Regions from separate parts of the Triticum aestivum genome. Here region 2 is linked to region 1. A link is a contact called in public Hi-C data. All regions are on one chromosome and are shown on one strand. Each heading gives the region's core, a stretch centred on a gene start, on an enhancer-like site or on the middle of the called end of the contact. The rest is flanking DNA. Distances are from core to core; before and after follow the strand shown. Region 1 holds the start of LOC123070827 (calcyclin-binding protein). Region 2 holds the start of LOC123070829 (DNA polymerase eta).

Region 1 (6,560 bases), core at 2,781-5,280:
CTCAACACCGACAAATTCGCACGTGCTTTGCGGCTTCGATGGTTGTGGTATGAATGGAGCGAGCCCGGCAAATTATGGGTTGGCCTGGGAAACCCCTGCACCGTCGAGGATTTCAAGTTTTTCTATGCTTCTACGACTATCACGGTGGGAGATGGTGCCAAAACGCCTTTTTGGGACTCCCCATGGCTCCTTGGTCGCAAACCTAAGGATATTGCACCGCTCATATTTGAGGCCTCGAAAAGAAAGAGTTGGAAGGTCCGTGAGGCCCTCAAGGGGAATGCTTGGATACTCAAGATCAACCAAGTCGCGGTTGTAACCGCAGCCCACATTCGGAAATTTTTCACTCTTTGGATGCTCCTGAATGATGTCCACCTTCATGAGCAAACCGAAGATACCATCATCTGGAAGCACGCGAACGACGGGGTATACACGGCGACCACTGCGTACGAGGCTCAATTCCTAGGCTTGACTCTTTCCCCCTTGGACCGTATGGTTTGGAAGGCATGGGCACCTCCAAAGGTTAAATTCTTTGCGTGGTTGGCAATACAAGATAGGATTTGGACCGCCGATCGTTTACAGCGACGAGGTTGGCCAAATTGTGGCCTCTGCAAACTTTGCAATAGGGAGCAAGAAACGGGTGCCCACGTTTTCTTCAAGTGCCGCTTTACAATTCGGATATGGAAGTCTCTCATTGAGAGGCTTGGTCTCGCGCACATAGATACATCCGAGTGGCACACGGATGAATCCGTCTACGAATGGTGGGACAAGAGAACCGACAATCGCAACCCCAACCGGCAAGCTTTGGCCTCTCTCACCATGCTTGTCTCCTGGACCATTTGGAATGAAAGAAATGCACGGGTGTTTCGTCATAAGAGTGCGCCAACGACCATTCTTTTCACAGCCATTATCGATGAGGCCAAGCTTTGGGTGACCGCGGGTGCAAAGAAATTAGGAGATATTTTTATGGGCGAGTAATTGTCATGCCATATTTGTGGGTGTTGTAAAACTCTAAACTCTATTCTCTTCTTATTTAATTGATGAGGCAAATCTTATGCCTCCGTTTCGAAAAAAAAACGAGCTAGGACGAGAGATACATGCATGGTACCACTTGAGAGCTCTGCTCTTTGTTAACCATGCACGTGCTGGTTGGTGACCGTGTACCGCACCGTTTCTCTGCGTCTGAGCGTGAAAACATGCATGACAAGCATTCTGCAATGGCATGCCTCGTTCAGATATACTGGAGAAAATCTATCACAGTGTACGTACATGTCGCTAGTTTTTACTTGGGGTGGACGGTTTCAGAAATCTTGAGATGCTGGGGATCGGGAGACATGCCAAGCTGTTGGTTGGTTCCTGGTAGAGGGGCTTTGCGGTAATGCGCGCGCTGTAAACGTCTATAGCACCTACAGTGTCGACGATCGCGACTGTACCAGCCATGGGGGGCACCCATTTTCTGGTTCGTGGAACAGTGTAGCTCCGTACTTCCTCCGTTTTTTTAGTTCGCATATAAGATTTGGTCAAAGTCAAACTTTGTTAACTTTGAATAAGTTTATAAAAAAATATATTAAGATTCACAATATGAAATCAACATTGTTAGATGCATCATGAAATTAACTTTCATACCATATAGCTTTAGTATTGTAAATGTTGATATTTTTTCCTCTAAAGTTGGTCAAACTTTATAAAATTTGACTTTAACCAAATTTTATATGCGAACTAAAAAAACGAAAGGAGTATTAATGTTGTGGCCTTTGCTCTGCGTGGTGTAGGGCAGAGTCACCACGCGCAGCTAGTATCGGTACACAGCACGCAAAGGTTCCCACGTTAAGTGTAGATCGCGGGTGCGGATCGGAGAGCATCTTTCTCTTGTCTTTCCATTTCTCACATTTTTTTCCGACAAAATATTTTTTTTAAAGCAAAGGGTAGATTTTATTAGCTCGAAAAGGAGCATCAAAAGGATACAAACTCAAAAAACACACACCCGGCCTCTGTTTAGTTATGATGCACACAACCAATACAAAGCTATGTGTGCCGAGAAAAACACGACGACAAATAGCAAAGTCATATAAGACTAAAACTATGTGTGCCGAGGAAAAAAAACCCGAAAGTGATCCGAGTCACGATCGGCAAACTACAGTAAACACTATATCAACACCAATTATCTAATGAAATCACACATGCGACGAGGTTCTTCAACAGATGATTTTTTTCACATAACAGATGATTGCTCGATCTTTTTTTTAGTTCAACCTTTCTACACCTTAGGGTTTTAAGATGCGTGGCTCCATGTTGGGGCACCCATGGTGGAGGCATGGGGCTGGCGACGTTGGTGCGGGTGGTGGCCAGATTGCTTGGGCTGGATTTGACTTGCTCGTGCCGCGGCAAGGTGCGTGTCTCAACGGCTAGATGGTGGCCGATATCATGGGGGGATGACTAGTCGATGGTGCTCCAGGCGAAATTTCTGCTTGGCTTCCTCTGTGTCGATGATGTCGACGCCCTTTCACGTTGTTTCCTTCTTGTTGGCACCGTCGTGGAGTCCACCTTCCTTAAACCGGATCCTTGGACTCCCAATGAAAGCCTTGGATCCGCCTTGCTAGTTTGGATGGCGACCTTAAAGTCACCATCCTATTGAAGGGCCGTCTTCGAAGGCCTTCATTCCTCTGCTCATCCCCTTTAGGCTACGCACAAGCGACATCACAAATGGCATGAGGACGGTGGGCGATGGTGGTCGATGGTGCGGTGGCATGTGTGTCTATGTGGCAAAGACAATGGTAGCATCATTCAAAGGTTGCGATGTGCTGGTTCCATCATCGGTGGCATGTGACAGTTGACGTCATCTCTTTTGAGTGGAATAGATGTTGGTGTGGCTAAGGTTTTCGATCCAGCGGTCGCCTTGCTTCCATAGTCAGTTGTAATCGCTCAGCTCCTATTTATTTTTGTTTAAACTAACCTCCTGTTTTTCCGGGCTTATGCATACGAAATATGTTTGACGCACCAGTGCTTGTGGTGCATCCAGTGAACCGGACCCCCATAACACATTTTAGAATGTTCAGGAAGATCTAAAAAAATTAGCACAACATCAATCAAGGTTGTCATAAAGTTTTAAATCAAAACTCAAAACATAGCTTGGGATAAAAAAATGACAAATACGACACTGAATAAGTACATAACATAAGTTGGGCTTTAGATTTTACTCATTATCTCTATTAATAACAAATTTCACATTTATATATCTTTACTTATGTTTTCAATTTTTATTTGACTATTTTTTGACAACATTGATTCATATCGTGTTTGTGTCAGTATACCATTTTTTCAGATTTAAAATATTACTTTTAGATATATAACCAACATCGGGTGCGTACTGCACCATATGGGTGGGTGCACCAGATACATTTATTAGGCAAACTCGCAAGATTTATTAGATCGTCCCATCATTTATAGTGAAAGATCTTCGGGTTGGTCTAATCAGACATGACGGCCAACTCCCAATGAAAGTGTGAAGTGCGTACCTAGCAATATTGTGCCTTATGTAAGATGCACCGGATACATTCCTGCTATGCAAGATACCTGCTTGCATCCCTACCGTTGCACCAAATGCTCTTCACCTTCTTTTGGTGGACCAATTTTTTTAGGGGTTTGAATGGACCTTTTTTTTAGAAGATGGTTGGCCTGGACCTATTCTCTCTCTTTTTTCTTTTTAAGGAGTGGTTGGAGTGGACCTAATGCTCTACACCTCTGCCGCGCTAGCCCACAAGTCCACAAATATGAACACGAGGAGTAAACAAAACTCATTTCGGGCTAATAGGAGCCAACCCTTTTAAGTCAGTAGCAAATAATGGGCCAAAATGGAGGCACGAAAGCTTTGGGCCCGGTCCATCGTTCTCCGCGTAAGTGAACCGTCCATTCCAGGCCTAACACGAGCCAACCCTTTAAGTCAGTAGCAAATAATAGGCCAAAATGGAGGCACGAAAGCTTTGGGCCCGGTCTATCGTTCTCCGCGTAAGTGAGCCGTCCATTCCTCCACCCTACTGGTCTCCTCTGGAACCTTCCCCTTCCTTCCGCCCCAACCGAAACCCCCTACAAACCTCCTCGCAAGGGCCAAACACCCCCACCCCAAGCCACGAAAAACAGAGGAGAGAGAGAGGGAGAGAGAGAGAGAGAGCGCTCCGGAGATGTCGGCGGACGAGTTGCGGCTGGACCTGGAGGAGCTGCGGCGGCTGGAGGGCCTCGCCAAGCGTCCCCGCGTCGTCTCCCTCCTCTCCAACGAGATCCGCAGCGTCGACGCCAAGGTTTGCCTTTCCTCCCCCCACCATCCAAGCGCTCTCCGCTGATCGATTCATTCCGGCGCGCTGGGTGGACTCGGGTTTTCGTATTGAGCTGATGTCTCTCTGTTCGCTGGCAGTTGGCCTCGCGGGCTGCGCCTGTGCAGACGCAGGCGCCGCAGGCGGTGGCGGTCGCGGCGGCGGCCCCTGCCGGTCTGAGCTATGTCACGCTGGGGTCCTTCAGCTGGGACCAGGACAATGAGAAGATCAGGGTACGTTGCTGCGAGAAAGGGATATTTTTTTTTTTACGATTCTTGTTCGTTGGCAATACTAATGTGCTGATTAGTTGATCGACTTCACACCATCTGGGCTCAGTGTCCAATGCTGGTTTATAAAACAAGCTTACTGTCAAAACAAAATGTTTGGCTGCTGCCATCTTAATCAATTGTTGCACGATCGATTGACTGGTAAACTAATGAAACAGTAATGATTAAGGATGCAATATATCTTCATCAGGAGTTGTTGACTCGAGGGGGGGGGGGGGGGGTCCCAGAACAGGATTACACACCTATTTTCCCCCAAGAACACTTAGATAGTACTACCTCTTTAACTAAATATAAGACGTTTTTGCAGTTTGATTTTACCTCAAGCAAAATGTCATAAGCTGTTCTTTTGTTTGCAATTACTGTCAAGAACAAATACCAGTACCTCCGTAACTAAATATAAGACGTTTATTAAGCCATTTCTTGTATAGCCACTGAATAAATTTACCCTGTTCTAATGCCCCTTTCCTTCTTACCACCACGCTGGTTCTGGACAGTAATTTGCAAACAAAAGAACAGCTTATGACATTTTGCTTGATATTAAGCTAGAACCCAAATTTATTGTATCTCAGTAAATTTTCATAATAGGTTAGAATCAGCTCTGTTATTCGTAGGGCTGACTACTTGACAGGCGAAAAGTTTGCTTGGCATTATGCTAGAACCCAAGTTTATTGTCTTCTTTGTATTAGTGAATTGAATTCCCATGACATTTGGATTTGAGGATTTCCCATGATGGCATTTAGATAACAGGTTTACTTTGTGTTCTGCCTGTTCAGGTCTACGTATTCCTTGAGAATGTAGACCAAGAGAAGGTGGAGACTACTTTCAAGCCAATGTCAGTGGACATCAAGTTTCATGATGTTAAAGGCAAGAACTATAGGTGTGCCATCCCAAAACTAAACAAAGAAATAGTTCCCGAGAAATGCAAGATTGTGGTCAAGCCTACGAAGATCGTTATCACCTTGTGGAAAGCTTCTTCCGGCAATTGGTTGGACCTACACTACAAGGAAGACAAGGTAATTTTTGTGCCGAGCTATGCATTGATTTGGTCTCTCGACTTCCCTGAAAATAAATTAGGACTTAATTTTCCACAAACAAACAATATTTACAACAACCATAGTTCACATGGGTGCTGGATTCTCCTGGGTTAATAATTTTGGGATGAATAATTTGTGGTAGCGATAATCTCTCAAGTGATCACCAGAAAATATATTGCAAGCATTGAGTTATGAAGGAACCTGATGCAATGGTAATCCAAGATTTTTTTGTCTCTCCTGCGTATTATTACATTATATATTGCTGTTGTGAGTGTTAGCATCCCTGAAGAGAGGCCGGGTAGCAAAGACTTGTGAATTACAACAGCACTAGATTTTTCAAAAAGGGGCGCTTTATTACTTAAAAGTATTAAGCATTACACCCGGCCTCTGCATAACTAAGATGCACACAGCCAAATAAGGTTCACTCACACAATAAAAAAAATAAAAAGGCGAAATACAAAGAGACATGTAGAGCCCTTATAACGCCTAAAGCGTAGGGGGGCCAATCCTAAGATCAAGCTGCCACCCATGTTGGGTAAAAGTATCCCTCGCAGTAGCCTCCACTCGTGTACACACCTTCGTAAACAGGTCTCGATTCTCCATGCGTTGTAGAGAGGACCATAAACGAAGAGTCCCGGTCCCGGTACATCTGTAGATAACCTGCATCAGAGAAGTACTTTTATCATTAAATACCTTATCATTTCTACATAGCCAAAGCGGCCAAATAACGGCAAGCGCTCCCACCCTAAGTAGCGTTCTAAACTTGTGATCAATCCCATGTAACCAGTTGCCAAATACATTAGCAACACTACAAGGAGGATACAATCCAGAAGCTAATTGGATGACTGACCATATAGAACGAGCCAATTTGCACTGGAAGAATAAATGTTTTATTGTCTCACAAAAGACACATTGCGAACTACCATGCCAATTCC
Region 2 (6,560 bases), core at 1,817-4,316, 370 kb before region 1:
GTAACAGAAAGAGATGTTATACTCCATCCAGCATTCCGAGAACCCCAAAAATCATGAAGGCCAGATTCGAATAGCTTCATTGCATCTTCTTGAATTTTGCCAGTCCCATAGCGTAATGGACAAGATTTGGAAGGGAATTTCTTCACTGAATTAGACTCATTTTCCTACATATTCCCCACAAGTTAGTAAGCTGAAACTAAAAAGCAATGACTAAATTACGCAAAGTACCTTAGATGCCCTAGCATGGAGAGTTAATGTTTGAGCAACTCTCTTGTTGCAGCTCAAGTCAGACTGAATCCGCTCGCTCAATTCTTCACAAAGTTTATCCAGCCAGCTCTTAACCTACAATGTATGAAACTGATTAGTAATTAATGTGCCAAATTTAAAGAACCCAAAGAAATCAGAAATGACACGGTAACCTATTTTAACTTCGGTGGGATACAGTACCTTAGAAAATCAATCTGTAATGTACGGCATCATTAGTTCCTACATAACTCAAATGGTACAACATGCACTAATCAAACCAGCACAAGGCATGTTGATACCAGTCTGCTTAAGCTCGGTAAGCATGAAAAAAAAGATCCAAAGGACGTTAATAAAATATTTTATAGTATCAACCAAGTAGTTTGCAACCACTGCATAATACCAGTAAGCTGTGTCACTAAATGACAAGACACTCTTCTTGCATCAGGTGATCATTGGAGTTATGAGATGTACATCACTAAGCAACTAATGTTTTAGGTTTCTATCAGCTGTGCACATCCATATAGTTGTCAGAGAAGTTCCTGGATAATCTTTCAAAGTATTTATAGGCAGCTCTAAAGTAGGAAAGGTTGTTCGAGAACAAAAGGCACAACAGGCAGCAGGCATCCTTACAGAAGAATGATTCTTCAATGCTTTTGGGCCAGGAAATGTTTTTCCACAACCATGGCTCTTTGGTAGAAGACGGTCCTCAACTTCTTCTCCGCTAATACCCCTTGCAGTCTTCCATAACCACGTTCTGTGCAAAATCATGTGCTTACAGGATGAGTTTTTATCAAACAATATACTCCCTTTAATCCATATTAATTGTCTCTGATTTGGCACAAAGTTGTACTAAATCAATGAAAATTAATATGGATCAGAGGGAGTACAATTTCTATAATTATAATCTACAAGCATAGTAGCATGGAAATTTAAGTCACATGCTAAAATAAAAGGATTAATAATTGGCAAGTCCAAATCATTCAACGTGGTATCCTAAACATCTGGCACCTGAAATAAGACCAAGCAATATGAAACAATTTACCCTGTATTTACTCCATAGTACTCCTGTAATTTCTCTTCTGTAAAACCTAGAAGATCCCCAACTGTCTCGACCCCCAGATCGCCCTGCAAGGAGCTCCCAAGCTTACCCCCAAGTTGTTTCCTGCATAACATGGACGTGTTTTCATAATTCAGTATCAATCAGTCCTGGAATGTTAGGACTAGAGTAATACAAGGTTTAAAAAACGATGTCCAACAAAAAACAAGAAACCAAAAAATGTGGGGTTGTCATGTAGCTCATTACATCTTCTTCACAGGCAGTGATGCTAGAAAGTCTTGAACTGATGAAGATGGAACAACTGTTTGTTGAGCAGGTTTGTGCATCCCGCTAACAAGTTTAGCTAACATCTGCATAATATAACAACATTTGAGTGGAACACTGCAACAGGAAAAGGAATAGGAAAGTATCAAAAGGGCAATGAAGCAAGAGAAGCACTATGGAGAAGTTGACTTGATTTCCTAAGTTCATAGTACAGTACAAATAATTGGGCAATTTATACTTAAATTTGCAGAATGAGAAGAAGCAAATCATGCAAAAAGCATACTTCATCTACTAACTATTATGACTCGTTATAAACCTTATTGTGAGCAATGCCAGCAGAACAGGTGAATTGGGTTTCCTCCAGAACTTTTACTCGTAACTGTGCAACAAGTATAGCTCCGCATGCCAGCAACTTATCCTGGTAGTTGGCATCTGCTCGACAAAGCCATGCCTTCACATTCTCCTCCCTTTCACCGACATCCTGAACATACATATGAAGGTCTACGATCACACTCTCATCAAATGTAAGAGCAGCCCCAACCAATTTACGGCAAATTTCTTACAGAAGGAAGGTCAAGGATATTTGACTTTGTGGCCTCGTCAAAAATAGACTCTGATGACTCCGGAGGGGATTCCAAGAGCATTTCCTTGGCTGCATCAGTAAGGTCGAGATACACTTCGTCCATGGATGCTCGCTCACACTTCCCCTTAGTCGAAAGGATCGCTACGACCTGAAAGGATCGGACTCGAAACCGTCAATGCCATGGAGCAGTCCTAGTTGTTTAATGCAGTAAATATCAGTGTTTGACACTCGGTTGTTGCAGCAACATACTAGTACCTCGGAGCCGGCATTTCGGTACACATTGAGGTCGGCCTTGTCACGGGACACGGGAACCTGGACTAAGTTTATACCTGGGCAGACATTCTTGGCCTCATCCCCACGCATGGACCTGAATCAATCAATAAAGCATCACAGGTATCTGCCGGGAACTCCGGACCGAGCAAGTAAAAATCGGCCCTCACCTCTTGACGCCGAACTTGCGGGCCTCGTAGCTCACCGCAATCAGACCGCCGCCTTTCCAGTCGTTGTACTGCACCACGGCCGTCGGCTGCCCCTTGAGCGCCGGGTTCCTCCGCTGCTCGACTGGAGGTGAGCAATATGCACTGTTACCCTCTCAGTTCAGAGACGCTGCGAGAGAGGGGGGAGGGGACGAAGAGGGTGGTGACCTTGCACGTAGAAGCAGTCTAGGTCGAGGTGGGCGATCACCCGCGGCTCCTGCGGCTCCGGCCTCGCCACCGGCATCGCTCCCCTTTCCCCGCCGCCGCCTCCCGCCGACTCTGCCGTCACTTTCGCTCCCCTTTCTGTTTTATTTAATGTTTCGGTTTCGGCCGCGCGCGATCGCAGCCGTTCGTCTGACCAGTTGGACGGCTAGTAGGCGAGCTCGTCCCGTTCGCAACCCCATCCTCACGCGGCAACTGGTCAGACGTCTTCACGCGCGAGCAGGTAACTGGTCAATCGTCCTCATGTCGTTCGTCTGACCTGTCGGCGTGGCGCTTGGACATGCCCAGGTCGCAGGTCGCAGATGAACTAACATGACGTCTTCACGCGTGAGCAGGCGTAGCACGTCGCCCCTCCGCCGCGTCTCATAACCGACCAGGACCGTGCGGACCACGTGCGGCAGCAGCGCCGCCTTCTCGTCGCTGAGGAGGACGAGCGAGCCATGGCGGAGTGGCACCGTCCCCATCCGGAGGACGTCGTCATCGAGAACAAGTTCTGGGCAGAGAGGACGGCAAGGCGCTGCGCGGAGCGTGCCGACAGGCGTCGGTGCAAGGCACTGGCTTTATCGCAGTGCGATATCGTCGAGAACGGCGGGCGGTCGATCTTCTCTCCATACGATCTGCATTGGGAAAACATGTGGCTCGACACCTCGGACAACATCACCGAGGATGATGATGATGATGATGGCGGCTGGAAGTCACCGTAGTTTCTCGTTGCACCGTAGTTTCTATCTAATTGCACCATAATTCTGTCTATCTATGTTTTCGAACAATGTAAAATACCTTTGTATCCGTAGTTTCTATCTAGTTTCACTCGTAGTTTTATCTATGCTATGAACTATGTATCGTATTTTATGCTAGAGCTATGTATCGTTTTTTTATATCTATGCAAAGTTCTCATATAAAAAAATGTTGTAGCATGCGCGCGCGCCTGCTGGAGCTGCGCGTGCGCTGCATTTTAGCGCGACCGTTGGAGCCACCGCTGCGCGCCGCGTCAAATCAGGCGATGGGCGTGCGATAAAATAATTTTTAGCGCGCGGCGCGTCCGGCGGCTGTTGGAGATGCTCTTAAATGCATCTTCCAAACTGTTTCGCGCTGTAGATTACAGTGTGTTTTCCTTGAGATATGGGGCGCCGGTATTTCGCCAGTCTTTCAGCCCTTTTCAGTTGTGCTGCAACTTGTTCTATAATATAGCCTTTTTTTTCACTGGCTATCTGGCAATTTAACTGCAGGTGTTCTTCGAATGATCTGCTACCTCATTTCCAGCCAGCTTTATTTAATTGCCTCTGGAAAATATGTACATTTTTTAGCAGAAGAGGGTTACCTCTGATTTCATTAAGAGAAACCAAACCAAGCATAACAGATCCAGTTCAGTTCAACAAAAAAAGATAAAAGAAAAACTAAGTTCAGGCATACTGCTAATAAGTTCAGAAACATCAAAGACAGGACAGCCACCACACAGGGGGGCAAACTACAGTGGACCAGGCCCTAGCACCAATCCAAACCCACGAGCTGGGGGACATGGGGCGTTGTCAAGATTGTTTGTATTTTCTACCCGGGGTGGAAGCGAGATACCCCGGGTCCCTCTCGCGTCGCTCCCCACGCGAGTGACCGAGGGGGTAACCCTAGCCGCCGGCGCCTCAGGTCCCCCCTCTCCCTGCCCCTCTTCTCCCCTTGCCGCGGTCGGGCAAAGCCCGGTAGGTGCTAGCGGCGGGGGGAGGGGGGCTCATCTCCTCCTCGCACGAGGGCTCGGCGCGGGCGGGCGGCGGCGGCGCGTTCATCCGGGACGCGGCGGCGCGCGGGCAGGTTCGACGGCGGTGCTACGGTGCCTCGTCCTGTGCGTGGAGGGACGGACTCGACGGGGGCTGCGGGATCTGTTGGGTAACGTAGTAATTTCAAAAAAAATCCTACGCACACGCAAGATCATGGTGATGCATAACAACGAGAGGGGAGAGAGTTGTCCATGTACCCTCGTAGACCGAAATGGAAGCGTTAGCACAACTGGTTGATGTAGTCGTACGTCTTCACGATCCGACCGATCAAGTACCGAACGCACGGCACCTCCGAGTTCAGCACACGTTCAACTCGATAACGTCCCTCGAACTCCGATCCAGCCGAGCTTTGAGGGAGAGTTCCGTCAGCACGACGGCGTGGTGACGATGATGATGTTCTACCGATGCAGGGCTTCGCCTAAGCACTGCTACGATATTATCGAGGTGGATTATGGTGGAGGGGGGCACCGCACACGGTTAAGAGATCCAAGGGATCAATTGTTGTATGTCCAAGGGGTGCCTCCCTTCCCGTATATAAAGGAGTGGAGGAGGGGGAGGGGGCCGGCCACCCTAGGTGCGCCCCATGAGGAGACTCCCCCCTTCCAAGTGGGAGTAGGGGAGGAGAGGGAAGGAGAGAGAAGGGGAAAGGAAAGGGGGCGCTGAGGGAGTCCTAGATAAGGGGGTATCCGGACTGCCGGACTATATACTTTGGCCGGACTGTTGGACTATGAAGATACAAGATTGAAGACTTTGTCCCGTTTCTAGATGGGACTCTCCTTTGCGTGGAAGGCAAGCTTGGCGATCCGGATGATAGATCTCCTTCTCTGTAAACCGACTCTGTGTAACCCTAGCCCCCTATGGTGTCTATATAAACCGGAGGGTTTAGTCCGTAGGACAACAACAATCATACCATAGGCTGGCTTCTAGGGTTTAGCCTCTTCGATCTCGTGGTAGATCAACTATTGTAATACTCATATCATCAAGATCAATTAAGCAGGAAGTAGGGTATTACCTCCATCGAGAGGGCCCGAACCTGGGTAAACATCGTGTCCCCAGTCTCCTGTTACCATTAGCCTTAGACGCACAATTCAGGATCCCCTACCCAAGATCCGCCGGTTCTGACACCGACATTGGTGCTTTCATTGAGAGTTCCTCTGTGTCGTCGCTGTAAGGCCCGATGGCTTCTCCAATCTCCAACAACACCGTCCGGGATGAAGCCTTCCTCCCCGGACAGATCTTCGTGTTCGGCGGCTTCGCACTGCGGGCCAACTCGCTTGGCCATCTGGAGCAGATCGACAGCTACGCCCTTGGCCATCAAGTCAGGTTCAGGAACCTAAACTACATTGCCGACATCTGCGGAGACTTGATCTTCGACGGATTCGAGCCCACATCAGGAGCGCCAAACGATCGCCACGCGCATGGCTTAGATCTGTCGTCGGACAGTATTCGGGATATCGCGCCTGCCATGGCTCCGGACTTTGATCCAGAGCAGATCGTGCCATCCGAGGACGGGTGGATGGACCCCGCCACGGAGGCCGCACACCTATCGGCGTTGGAGCCGAACACAGACTCCGCTTCTAAGGAAATCTGTGTCTCCGGACCCCCGGACTTGTCTTCGGCCGTAGGTTCTGCACTGCGTGCATCCATGCCCATCGAATCTGATTGGGCTCCAATAATGGAATTCACCGTCGTGGATATCTTCCAGCACTCCCCCTTTGACGATGTGCTAAATTCGTTAAAGTCTCTCTCTTTATCAGGAGACTCTTGGACGAACTATGCCCGGCCCGTGTGGGACACGGATGACGAAGAAAATCGCAACCCACCCACCACCCACTTTATAGCCATTGTCGATGACCTAACAGACATGCTTGAATTCGACTCCGACAACATCGATGGTATGGACATCGGTGCAGGGGACGATCTGGAACCACCGCCCATGGGGC

The links. Hi-C and Micro-C count contacts between places; a contact is called where the count stands out from the background.
Region 2: a Hi-C map of leaf shows a contact between it and region 1, with 4 times the contacts expected there. The contact joins the promoter of LOC123070829 here to the promoter of LOC123070827 in region 1. A contact is called at or near these places in 2 of 5 Hi-C or Micro-C datasets (both in leaf).

What each region holds. Positions count from the first base shown.
Region 1 is chr3B:547,037,532-547,044,091 of IWGSC CS RefSeq v2.1, reverse strand. LOC123070827 (calcyclin-binding protein) reads left to right here and starts at 4,030. Exons shown (of 5, transcript XM_044494187.1): 1 at 4,030-4,292; 2 at 4,406-4,537; 3 at 5,365-5,604. The coding sequence starts at 4,176.
Region 2 is chr3B:547,411,049-547,417,608 of IWGSC CS RefSeq v2.1, reverse strand. It overlaps LOC123070829 (DNA polymerase eta), which reads right to left and starts at 3,066. Exons shown (of 14, transcript XM_044494192.1): 1 at 2,795-3,066; 2 at 2,591-2,711; 3 at 2,406-2,517; 4 at 2,131-2,298; 5 at 1,884-2,048; 6 at 1,550-1,653; 7 at 1,289-1,408; 8 at 877-1,000; 9 at 229-342; 10 at 1-164. The coding sequence starts at 2,870.